Regions from separate parts of the Zea mays genome. Here region 1 is linked to region 2. The links are chromatin contacts, called in public Hi-C maps. All regions are on one chromosome and are shown on one strand. The core of a region is the stretch at or near the end of the contact, and the rest is flanking DNA. Distances in the headings are between cores, read along the strand shown.

What was found. Hi-C and Micro-C count contacts between places; a contact is called where the count stands out from the background.
Region 1: a contact with region 2 is called in a Hi-C map of root tip, with 5 times the contacts expected there. The contact joins the promoter of LOC100381462 here to the promoter of LOC100279610 in region 2. A contact is called at or near these places in 6 of 25 Hi-C or Micro-C datasets (ear, endosperm, leaf and 2 more).

What each region holds. Positions count from the first base shown.
Region 1 is chr10:138,310,887-138,316,563 of Zm-B73-REFERENCE-NAM-5.0, forward strand. It overlaps LOC100381462, which reads left to right and starts at 3,030. Exons shown (of 3, transcript NM_001174298.1): 1 at 3,030-3,228; 2 at 3,553-4,083; 3 at 5,233-5,558. The coding sequence starts at 3,133. The coding sequence ends at 5,373.
Region 2 is chr10:138,108,550-138,114,255 of Zm-B73-REFERENCE-NAM-5.0, forward strand. LOC100279610 (putative RING zinc finger domain superfamily protein) reads right to left here and starts at 1,931. Exons shown (of 10, transcript NM_001357900.1): 1 at 1,587-1,931; 2 at 1,350-1,458. The coding sequence starts at 1,776. LOC100304215 reads left to right here and starts at 2,212. Exons shown (of 4, transcript NM_001165665.1): 1 at 2,212-2,287; 2 at 2,413-2,452; 3 at 2,558-2,673; 4 at 2,796-4,182. The coding sequence starts at 2,249. The coding sequence ends at 3,845.

The DNA of each region.
Region 1 (5,677 bases), core at 1,780-4,279, 200 kb after region 2:
CTTTATGCCTCAAGGCTTGTGCGTGCGTGTGTGTGATTCAATAATCAATACGCATGCATATCATATGGTCTAAAAAGCTGTCTAGATTGGCATCGAAGTTGTATCCTATGTATTCTGATTTTGTTTGCTAATGGTCGTGTCATCAGCTAGTTGCCGCATGAGTCTGTTCTGTTCATCGTGTGTGGGGCCAGAAGACATTCCTAATGGCTATATGTGCCGGTACTAGTTGGTACTTCTGCTATATAGTATATGTAGTACTGTTGTCGTATAATATACAGTAACAGTAGGCATGCACAGAGATTTGCACGTAGAAACATTGCTAGCAGGTAGTAGGAGTACTTCGTGTCTATCGAGACCTAGAGTCCGTATCGCATCTTGATCTAGGAAGGAGGACCAAAAAGTTGATCGAGGATCCATGCTGGCTAATAACTTTTGTTGTAGGTATAGCTAATTATGTCTACAGTCTGCTACTTCCCTCCAAATTATAAGATATATATTTTAGTATCCAATAATATATACTTATTTTTGGTATGTATCTAGTTGTATATGTTTCAATACATCAAGAGTATGTAAATTGTCTTGCAGTTTAAAATAGAGGGAGTATAATTTGGGAACAAGAAGTAAGCAAGTGCATGACATTTCTCCTATATTTCAGGTGGCCAAATTTTAATATGGTTTCAGGCAAACACCTGTACAACTAACTAGTATAAATAAATTATTATCTTATGATTTGTTTATTTGTCTTTGTACCATAGTTATCAAATTTTTATCCTTATCTAACAACATAAACAATTCTAAGTTGTTAATTATTGCTGTGATAACACCGGTCAGATGTTGTCGAATTTGTGATTTTGTCTAATGAGTTTTTTTTTCTTCAAACTAAAAAAAAACTATAATTTAAAGTGATTTAAAACTATAAGTTTAATATAGAAATATGTACTCCCCAATAACTGTCGTATAAAAATTAAAATATAGAGCCTAAATTTTAGTGAGTCACAATACATAAAGTGCATGTACACAGAGTTGAAGCCTTCTCTAATATAAATAAATGGCTAGGATAAGTGCGAGCTTATGCAGATAAGCTGTCAGACGCCAAAAGTGTGGTACGTAGTACGCGTACACACTACACAGCGCTTTATTGTGGCCTCCCTTGTTGTCATGCTGTCGTTCTGCCCACTGTTAATCCATGTGCCTAGGTTTGTCCTATATTATTTTCACCTTTCACATGGTAGTTCTAGGCCAGGTAATCTATACCGTCCGTTACATCAGCTATTGATCACATTATCGTAAAAAAAAATAAAAATACTCCTCGATCCTCTTTGTTTTTCTTCTTTCGTCTAGTTTTAATTGTTTGCGCATTTTTATGGTCAACATATGGGCTCTTCATGGCACCAAATATGTCGATGGTGGACTAATTTAGCAACTTGAAAAAAAAATACTCGTATAATTTTGATTGACTTATCTTGTTGCTAGCTTCGTACAACTGCTACATTATGGTCTTCTTCTGGACAAGGATTTGCGCTCTTGCTTGTATAATTTTGATTGACTTATCTTGATCATTTTTACCCGACGATGCGAAGCTATAATCTACCTCCATATTGAGGCGAGATTGTTTGCTCGCATCGCTGTAATTGGAGTCATTATGTTATGCATATCACTTGGGTTGATCGAAGTGTATGCCACATGTGTGCATCACTTGAGCTCAGTAGGAGGAGCATCAACTTTTGGTTGGTACATGTACGGGAGATGGAGGAGGCATATAAGACCCTCTTCAACAGTTCACTGTATACCTGCTAGGCAGGCAGGCAGCATGCGTCCATATACGGTTCGTTTTGGTAGCTTTCGTTTGGCATTTATATGCACGGGTACATTGTTCAAAAACCTTCATTGGCCCATACCAAGAACGGACATGGCCACACTCCCACATATCGAACTGCGGCGAGAACAGAGAACCACCCACAGGCCACAGTACAGAATGACAGAAGCGAGGCGCGCCCACTGCCCACGCCACGCACTCCTATACTCCTATGCTATGCCTCTCCTCCCCTCCACAGAGTGGCAGTGGCGGGGTGAGGTGAGAGAGAGTGAGACTGTGAGAGTGAGAGACCACTCCATCTCTCCTTTTACTCTCCTCTCCCCTCCCGCTCGCTTTTTTCAGCGGGGGGAGAGAGGCCGCGGCGGCAGCTTGCAGCACCAGAGAGAGAGAGAGAGCGAGCGAGCGAGCAAAGGCCAACAGATCACAGCTAGCTCCGCCCCGCCCCGCCTACCAGAGTTTTCAATTTCACCGCGACGTCAAAAGAAAGCAGCTTTTGGTGGTAATCTCTTGGAGCATTGCAGCGGCGAGCGAGATCTGCCACGACGCGCCAGCTCCTGCAGCGGCCCGGCGGCCCCGGCCTGCCACTGCTACTCATCTGCGCCGCTGGCAGAGGAGCTGCCGCTACCGCTGCCGCCGCACCCATTGCCTGCCCCTGCAGCCTGCCCAAGCAGCAAGCACAAAGCCCCATCCCGCATCACCCTCAGGCTACTCCAAACTACTGCACCGTCCACTGTCGCCCGCGCGCCTCAGCCACGCAGTCTTATGCATCAATGCATGCCCTAGCATTCTGCGGCTTCCCCCGTGCGGCGCCCACCGCTGGAGAGTAGAGACACGCGGATAGCACCAAGACCAGCGCCGGCTACGTAGCTGCTGCTCGGTGTCTCTTCAGACTCTTCTTACTAGGGGGGAAGGAGGAGGACCAAGGCAGGCAGTCGGCAGCGAGGAGGTGAAAAGGGCAGCAGCTGCCCGTGCCGTAGGAGAGGCCGGGCGGCGGCCGCGTACGTCCGTTGCAGCGCGCGCGCGCGCGCTCTGGCCTCCGTGCGATACCACGCGACGCTGAATCGCCGATCGACATGACGCTGGAGGCTCTGTGCCCGACCAGCAGCGACGTCCTCGTCTACGACACCTTCAACGCCGCCGCCGCATGCGCCGCTGCTTCTGCGGGGACCTTCCTTTTCGGCAATGCACCACCGGTGGAGGTGCCGGCGGCGGCGGCGGCCCAGGCGAACGGGGAGAACAGCGTGCAGCAGGGGCGGAGGAAGCGGCGGCGACGGCAGAGGAGCACCAAGAACGCCGAGGACGCCGAGAGCCAGCGGATGACCCACATCGCCGTCGAGCGCAACCGCCGCCGCCAGATGAACGAGTACCTCGCCGCGCTCCGCTCGCTCATGCCGGACTCCTACGTCCACCGGGTACGCGATCCTACGCGCTACTATTCGTTCCCGAACCTGGACCGTTTTCGCTGTGTCTGTGGCCATGCATTTTCCAGTTCCATCCTCTTGGTTTCGATGGGATTCAAGTTTTGTAGTGGTTTCTCTTCCTAAGTCTTAAACTCTTAGCTATAAATAGATCGGCGAAAAGGAATGTTTGCTTGCTAATCAGATCAGATAATAGCATCCCGTGACTTTTCTTCTTGTCAAACCACGTCTACGTGTACCACCCAGCTGTTGCTTCGATCCTATTTAAGTGGTTTGTAATAATAAAAAAATGGAATTGTTTTGTAATCATGTGTGTAGAGCGATCAGGCGTCCGTGGTCAGTGGCGCAATCGATTTCGTGAAGGAGCTGGAGCAGCAGCTGCAATCCCTGGAGGCCCAGAAGCTGGCGCTGAAGCGGCAGCTGCAGCAGCAGCAGCAGCGCAGCGTCACGGCCGCGATACGCGACGACGCGGCGCAGCCGGCTCGAGGCCGTGATGACATCGGCGCGGGCGCGGGCGGGGACGCCGCGGCGCGCAGCGAGGTGTCGGCGCCGGAGCCAGACCCGCCTCCGTTCGCGCGGTTCTTCCGGTACCCGCAGTACGCGCGGCGGCACGCGGCGGCGCGGGAGGACGCCGGCGCGGAGGAGACGAGCCGCGCCTCCGCGGTGGCGGACGTGGAGGTGGGCGTGGTGGTGGACGCGCACGCCAGCCTGCGCGTGATGGCGCCGCGGAGGCCCGGGCAGCTTCTGCGGATGGTGGCCGGGATGCAGGCGCTCGGCCTCGCCGTGCTGCACCTCAACGTGGCCACCGCCGCGGTCGACGCGACGGCGCTCTACACGCTCAGCCTCAAGGTACGACGGCGGCGCACACTACCGGACGGATGGGTAGCTAGCAAAGCGACGGTCCCTTTCTCCTTCCGTCCACGGACACGGACCAACCGTCGTCGTCAAAGCCTCGTTGCTTGTCACACACTGGCTCGTTTTCTTGTGCCTGAAATGGTGCTATCGCCGTGCTCTAACATGCACTTTGGTCACCACCGGTGCCACTGCCCCTGAGCAAGTACGTGACCAAAATCCTCTGTCCTTTTCTTTTTTACAACAAAAAGCTCTCTGATGCGGAGATCGCTAGATTACGTCCACCGAAACAAAGGGACATGATGCCAGATAGTATAGCATCCCGTCCACCGAAAATCCGAGAGAGTAGAGTGTAGAGGCCATTTGTATGACACGGCACCGCACTAGCAGCAGAGGCGTCCAAACGCAGTAGCACCGCAGCACCATTGTCCATCGCACTGACTTTGTGCCTGCTGGGCCAGATCTCCAAATACAGAGACATGTAGAACACAGTACACACCACAGTGGCTTCCCCTGCGAGCCCAGCACGACTGCACCACGAGCCATGGGCGCTTGCTTTTGACCGGGAGAGAGAGAGAGAGTCCAGTCCAGAGCTCGAAAGCTGTTTGCTGCGTTTGGCAAGCTGTAGCACTGGGCTTTTGACGTCCCTGTCTGAACACCTTCAAATTCGAGCAGATAGGATAGGAGTACAGTAAAAAAAAGAAAAGGCTGTGTATTTTCACCGTTCTCTTTTTTTTCGCACTAAAGGCTACGTAAAGGAGAAAAGGACGATCATGGAGAATCCTCTCTTGGCTTGGCGAGCAGAGCAGGCACCTGGCCCGTCGTCCATTGACATGGCGAGGAGATCGATGTGGACTGCAGAGAAAGATTGTGTTGTGTGCCGCTGCCCTGCCTTTTTCTTTTCTAGTGCTGCGTGTTTCAGGACAGCAGAGACTGACTGCTGAGTAAGCTATATGTGTTTGTGTGCCCCGGAGCCGAGCCGGACCCCTCAACGTAGCAGGTAGCACGCAGAGGCTTTTGCTTTGCCCTTTTGCCTGACTCGGCGATTTGACTGCTCCTGTCACACTCAACACGTACACGGTCGTCGCGGTCTGGGGTGCTGCCTTTTTGAAACTCACTCGTCTTCTCTCGCGCGTGGAGCCGCAGGTGGAGGAAGGGTGCGCCCTGGCGACGGCGGAGGAGATCGCCGCGGCGGTGCACCACGTCCTATGCATCATCGACGCCGAGGCGACGCCGCAGAGGCTGCTCGCTGCCGGAGCACCAGGGACAGGGCAGCCGGACGTCTAGCTAGTCAGGATGATTCAGGACGAGGTCTTCCCGGCGTAACGGGGCGGCATGGGCTGCGCGGGGTGTCTGCTTCCGTTTCTTGTAAAGTGCAGTGGCGTGCGTGCGTGGCTGGCCAGCACACGAGAGCCTGATGGCGTAGCGTAGGTACAGAGTATGTAACGGGCAATAACACGCAGGTTCGTGTCTGGACCTGTGGTCTCTCGTTCGTGCATGCCTATGCGTGCCCTTGTGTTTGCGTGTGACGGGAATTGGAATTGAGGACGGGAAGCAGGAATGCAGGAACAGGGAAGGGATCGGACGTTGT
Region 2 (5,706 bases), core at 681-3,180:
AAGACTGGAAAAGGAAGGTCCACTAAAAACAAATAAACCAAGGGTGTTCCTACGATGTGGATGTAGTCATGTAGCAGAAGTCAATTGCACTAGAGCCATGAAAATATTATTCTCCTTTGTTCCTGAAGACGCTAAGCATGCAAAGGAATGTTTTAGAATATGCAGCACTAACTAAGATATGTTCAGTTATCCACACAACTCTACTCCTGACAACATTGGTTATGTTGGCGTGCAGAGGTTACAAGCCCTCAATTCACCTGTTCAGTTTTGTTATCAAAAGGGTTGATCAGAGTTATAAAAAAAACTCTTCAGTTCATTAGGCTACAGATTAATTGTCAGGCACTCAGGCTGGTTGGTAAATGATAAGTGATGACGATATGCTAACTTTATTAGTTTTTCTCTAGTTTTTTGTTGTGGTTGGTACAGCGTTGCAAGTTTATATCTCACTGTGAACGTGTACTCCCTCGTGCTCCTATTTACTTAAGGATGCTGGAGGGAAGTGTTAGCCTTAGCCATATACCCCAGCCGGTCTTGCAGAGGACGGGCGCGCGATAGCATGGATGTCTGGTCGCGTAGATCGTGCGCTCGTCTGTTGAAAGATTGACTGGGATATATGGGCATATGGCTAACAGGAAGGATATGAAGGAGTAGCTAGTCTTCGGGATGAAAGGAAATGGTTGATGCTCTGAGCAAGAATCCAAACTCTAGAAGCTTCTGTTAGCAGAGGGCATAAACTAGAAGCCAATTTGATAGATATTAATGGCGCAGGAAAATAACACGCTCTTGCATTGCATCTCGCACTGTCAACTGAGAACCTGAAGAGGCCAGCGTGAGCTCGAGGGACTAGCATGAGATGTGACGGCCTTGGCGGCTACGCGCGAAAGCATTGCAGTACTGATAAGGATCGTGATGCTCCTGTTATACTCGCGGCCACAGGCCACAGCTGCGCCATCCAACGAGAACAGTCACCATGGTGGAAACATGCACACCGTCGAATGCCCAACTCCACGCAAGTTCAATGGTTCTAGCAGGGATCCACAACTCTTGCTGCCAGTGCCAGTGCTAGCTGGTGATCGGCTCGTGGACGCCATGACCAGAGGCTAATACTGAGAACAATCCAAATGAAGCAATCGTCGCGCACATTGTTCTACTAGTCTCCCCGGTTCACCGGATCCGCAGGCCTTGCTGGATGCCAGCGTGCAGCAATTACGAGCTGGAGCTAGCGGACATTAGCAAACTAGAATACTAGATACGAGGTAGTGACAGGGTCGTCGGATCGCCTTGACGGCCACGCGAAACAATCCGGGAGAGGTCGGAGAGGGTGAGAGATGACAGGGAGCGGCGCTTACTCATCCATGGTGCCGGCGCGCATAGGATGATAGGAACGACTCGATGTAGGTGTCGGTTCAGTCTCGTCTGCCGCGGCCACCCACCTGCTCGTCGTCGCGATCTGCGAAACTGCCCAAACAAAACGGAACATATCAGACATATCCACAAGTCCACAACCCAGGACAGCGTTATCGAAGACGACGTGTGGTGTTGGTGTGGGTCGAGAGACAGAGGCGCTGCAGCGCCGTTCATCTCACCACCGTCGCGAGGCTCCCGATGAGACGATCTCTCCTGACGCACGGACTTCCCATCCATCTCACGTGAGGCTCCGTCCCTGCTTCCGAGTTCCGACACCCGCTGGCGGGTGGCGGCGGCGTGACGCACTGCAACGCGGCCGTCGGAGTCGTCCGGGGTGGGCGACGAGATCAGGAGCTTCTGGGCGGGCATTTCGCGTCCAGGAGGACGCCCACCGACTCCTCCCGGCGGCTGCAGCGGCGTTCCTCCCCCGGGGCGCTGGGGAAGGAGGGGACGTTGGTTTCGTGGAGAGAGACGAGAGCGTGAGGAAAGGGTGGGTGTACAACTGCGTGGGCGCAGGGTAGAGGGAGACGGAGAATTGGAGACAGAACGAAGACGCGTTCGCGTTGGAGATGTGTAAAAAAACTAAAAGTTGGATTAGACTGTTATCGGCCCGGCCCACTTTATTCTGGCCTGTCGCGGGCTCGCCGCTTGCAGATTAGGCAAAAATCAAAATGATTTCCCGTTTGGCGGGCACCCCCGTCATTCCCGGGCATTTCGAATTTGAATTTTGATGAGAACGCCGAGCCCCGCCAGTGTCGTCAGTCATCACCAATTCACCAAGACTCACCAGCCCGCTCGTCGGCTCTCAGATCTACTATACCCGTCTAGACTCTGCTCCGCCATGGATGACAGCGCCGGCGAAGCCGATGGCCGAAGTCAGGTGAGCCGAAATCGTGGAGCCCTCCTTTCTTCTGCTCCCCAACCCTTATCGCGGTCAAGTACGGCACTCGCCGGGGGAATCGCTCCTCCAGGCCGCTCGCTCACCCGCGATTTCTGTTGTTGCAGGTTTACGTGTGCAGTTCGTACCCCCTTTCGTTCCCTTCCCGTGCGTTCCCTTCCATCCCTCGCGAACCTTAGCGTTTTCTTGGCGCGTCGATTTTGGATCTCTGACTGTGCTGACGCTTTGTTGGGCGTTTTGTTTCTTCGTCAGAGCCGCCGGACATCAAGAATTGGTTCTCGAGCTATGTTTATGACTCTCCTGAGGTTACGGAGCATGTTGCTGATCACGACGGCGGCGACGGCAGCGAGACCCAAGACCCATTCGAGGTAATTATTATTTTTCGCTGCCAATCTCATCCTCCTACCTATTAGGCTATTAGCCCAGCTAGCTGTATACTTTGGTTTCGTTACCGTGTACCCAGCATTCGTCATTAAAACGTTCTCTCCAGGATGGTGGAGTTGCTTTGACAGAAAGTGGTTTTGGAGGCCAATCTGAGCCTGAGAATTTTCCTAGAAAATATTTGGTCCCGGTCGATGGGAATGCGACGAAGCCCGCCCCCAAAAGGAAGCAAAGCCTGCGGGCGTTGTTTGGAGCGAGTTTTCTTAGTGAGGTTGAGGAAGTTAATGCAACTGAAAGTCATGGTCTGTTCCCTGTGCAGCTAAATGCACTGAAGCACGTGCCAGATTGTAGAAGCCTTCCTCTTAATGAAATATGTGAGACGCATTCAGAAAAAATAGATTGCACAACAAGCTTGCCTGATGCTACTAGACATAGCCAAGAAGCCACAATTGAGCACAAGGCGCTGGTCAATTTTGATCGTATTAGTTCAGCTGACACTCGAGAAAGCACCCCTGCAGATGAGGAGGTTGAGAGTAAAACGTCTGCTAACTGTGATGATGCACTTTTGGCTGATACTGGAGAAGGCTTTGCAGAAGACATCAACGGCCATATTGAATTGCCTGGCAGTTTTAACAATATCACTCGAGCTGGGACTGGGGAAAAGATCCAAGATGGTGTTGACCACAGCACACATATTGTTAGTCGCAACAGACCCAGTTTAGCTGAGACTGAAGATAATTGTGCATTACGCGAAACTGACAGTGAAGAGAATTCTCCCCTAGGGGAAGCTGACCGCTGCAAGCTTTCATCAGACAGTAAAAGGCGACAAGAAATAGTTGCATCAGATGGTTTTATCGCTGTAAAGAGGAAAAGGAAGCAACCAGAGGAACACATAACAAATAAAAATCTGAGGCACCTAACTGGGGGAGAGAAGCAAAAGAGGAACTTAAAAGAGAATGTCAGCATTCCAGACCAGAAGGTTTTGGTCCAAGAGCAAACCAGACGTCCCTTGGCGGATAGGACTAATTTTTCAGAAGTAAACGCATCTCCAGCACCAGAGCCGAGCAGCAAATGGAAGTGTCCTCGCAAAGGCAAGCCCTATGTTGGTCGTCCAATGAAGCAGCTCCGGTTGGGGCAGTGGGTGCGCCGTATGAATTGACACCTCAACGTCTGCATCCTGTTCAGAAGAGTATGCATCATCAAGTTGACAGTTTGGACCAGTTTCAGCTCTTCCAGTCTGTAGGAGCGCATGTCGCTCAAGTAGGACTAGATCATTATAATATCTTTATGGTTGTAGCTATCTTCTTGTGCTACTGCTATCCCAGTACAATTTTTTCATAGCACCAGGGTACGTATCAGCAGAAGACCGAACTGAGACAAATTAAATGATGGGTACCAAATTCTGTAAATCTTGTTTTCAGATGAGATTCTATGTTTTTTTGTTGATGTTTTGCGAATCTCTGTTGATATTAGAATACATGGGTGAACTTAGAACTTGTAGAAGTTAGCTATATCATGCAATCTATCAATTGTTTATCTATATATATTATATGGAGTGGTGTATGTTTGTATCTATGTTTATGTCTAGAATAATGTTGTTTTTGAAATGGAGCAAGAAATCTGGAATGAATAGATCAAATAGGGAATATGTCATACCTCAATAATAAAGACGACTGTGATTTACCATCCGTCTTTAAAAAACCGATTTGTAGAGATAGCTCTGAATTCAGAACCATCTTTGAAAATACAGTTACTAAAGATGGATAGGCAACTACCTCTGTAAATCGCTGATGCATAGAGGTGCCTATAGAGGCATCCCAGTCTCCCAGTGGCGGACCCAGCTGCTATGTTTAGGGTGTGCCAAGAAAAAAATAAAAAAACAAACAAAAAACAAGGATCAACAAGACTCAAACCTTGACCACCAAGTTCAAAATATAGCACTTACACCACTATGCTAACTACACTTATGTGATCTTAGGATGTGCCGTGGACCATATGGACCACCCGCTGGGTCCGCCTCTGCAGTCTCCTAAAATAAAGAAAACTAGTGTTTTGGTACTTTGATTGTAGAAAAAACAAAGTAAAAATATAGAATTTCTATTCACGCTCTTTGGTTCGCAAGATTTTTTTTATAAAAAATATAGAAAATTTTCCATCGATTACGTAGAAAAAATTATAGAGAAACAAATCCACTAAAACATTGGCAATAAAACTATCAAGAAACTAATTATGGAGCCTGGGTGGGTCTGGTCACAGTAGGCAATGGCAACAAGACGCTCTTTTGGAAATCCAATTGCATCACTGGGAGGTTATCTTGTAAGAGCAGTCTCAACACTCAATGTCATTTAGTTTTTTATAGCATTAATAGAACTACCACATAAACAATTTGGTGACATGACAAGAAAATTAATTAGAAAGAGGAGGAAATGGTTTTCTCATGAGAAATTAGGTCTACACACAACGAAGACACAAGAAACCATTTTTTGGTGTTGGGTAGGGGGAGTAAGCATCCAGTTTCCATCCGTGGATCCCACACGCAGCTCAGTGACAGTCTCGTCACATCCACCTTTATTACGACATCACAACAAAAAATTAGCGTTGGAATTTATAGTTTCTATAAATGATTTTTTAGTGAGGTGATGACAGATATGGAAAGCACTTAGTAGTTTCTTGGTTGTGATTGCTCTAATATTGCTCTATCCCTTTTAAAAAACAAATCATAAGAACATCACGGTCAAAAGAGGACTTACTGAAAATAAATGAACCACCAATTAACATGTAGTCGATTCAGGTAGGTACTAAATGCAAGAATTTGTGTCACTTTGGGAAGCCATCAAAGAGATGCTGCAAGTGAATGAAGCTCAAATTCTAAACTGCTATTGTGGCCGCATCACTTACCAAGGTCAGCTTAGTGGGAGCATGTCTAGAATTAAAGTTGAAGCCATATGGAAAATAAAACCGTGTCTAAATGTCGTTTTTCGCATGGATCCTCCTATATGAGAAGATCATCACAACAAATA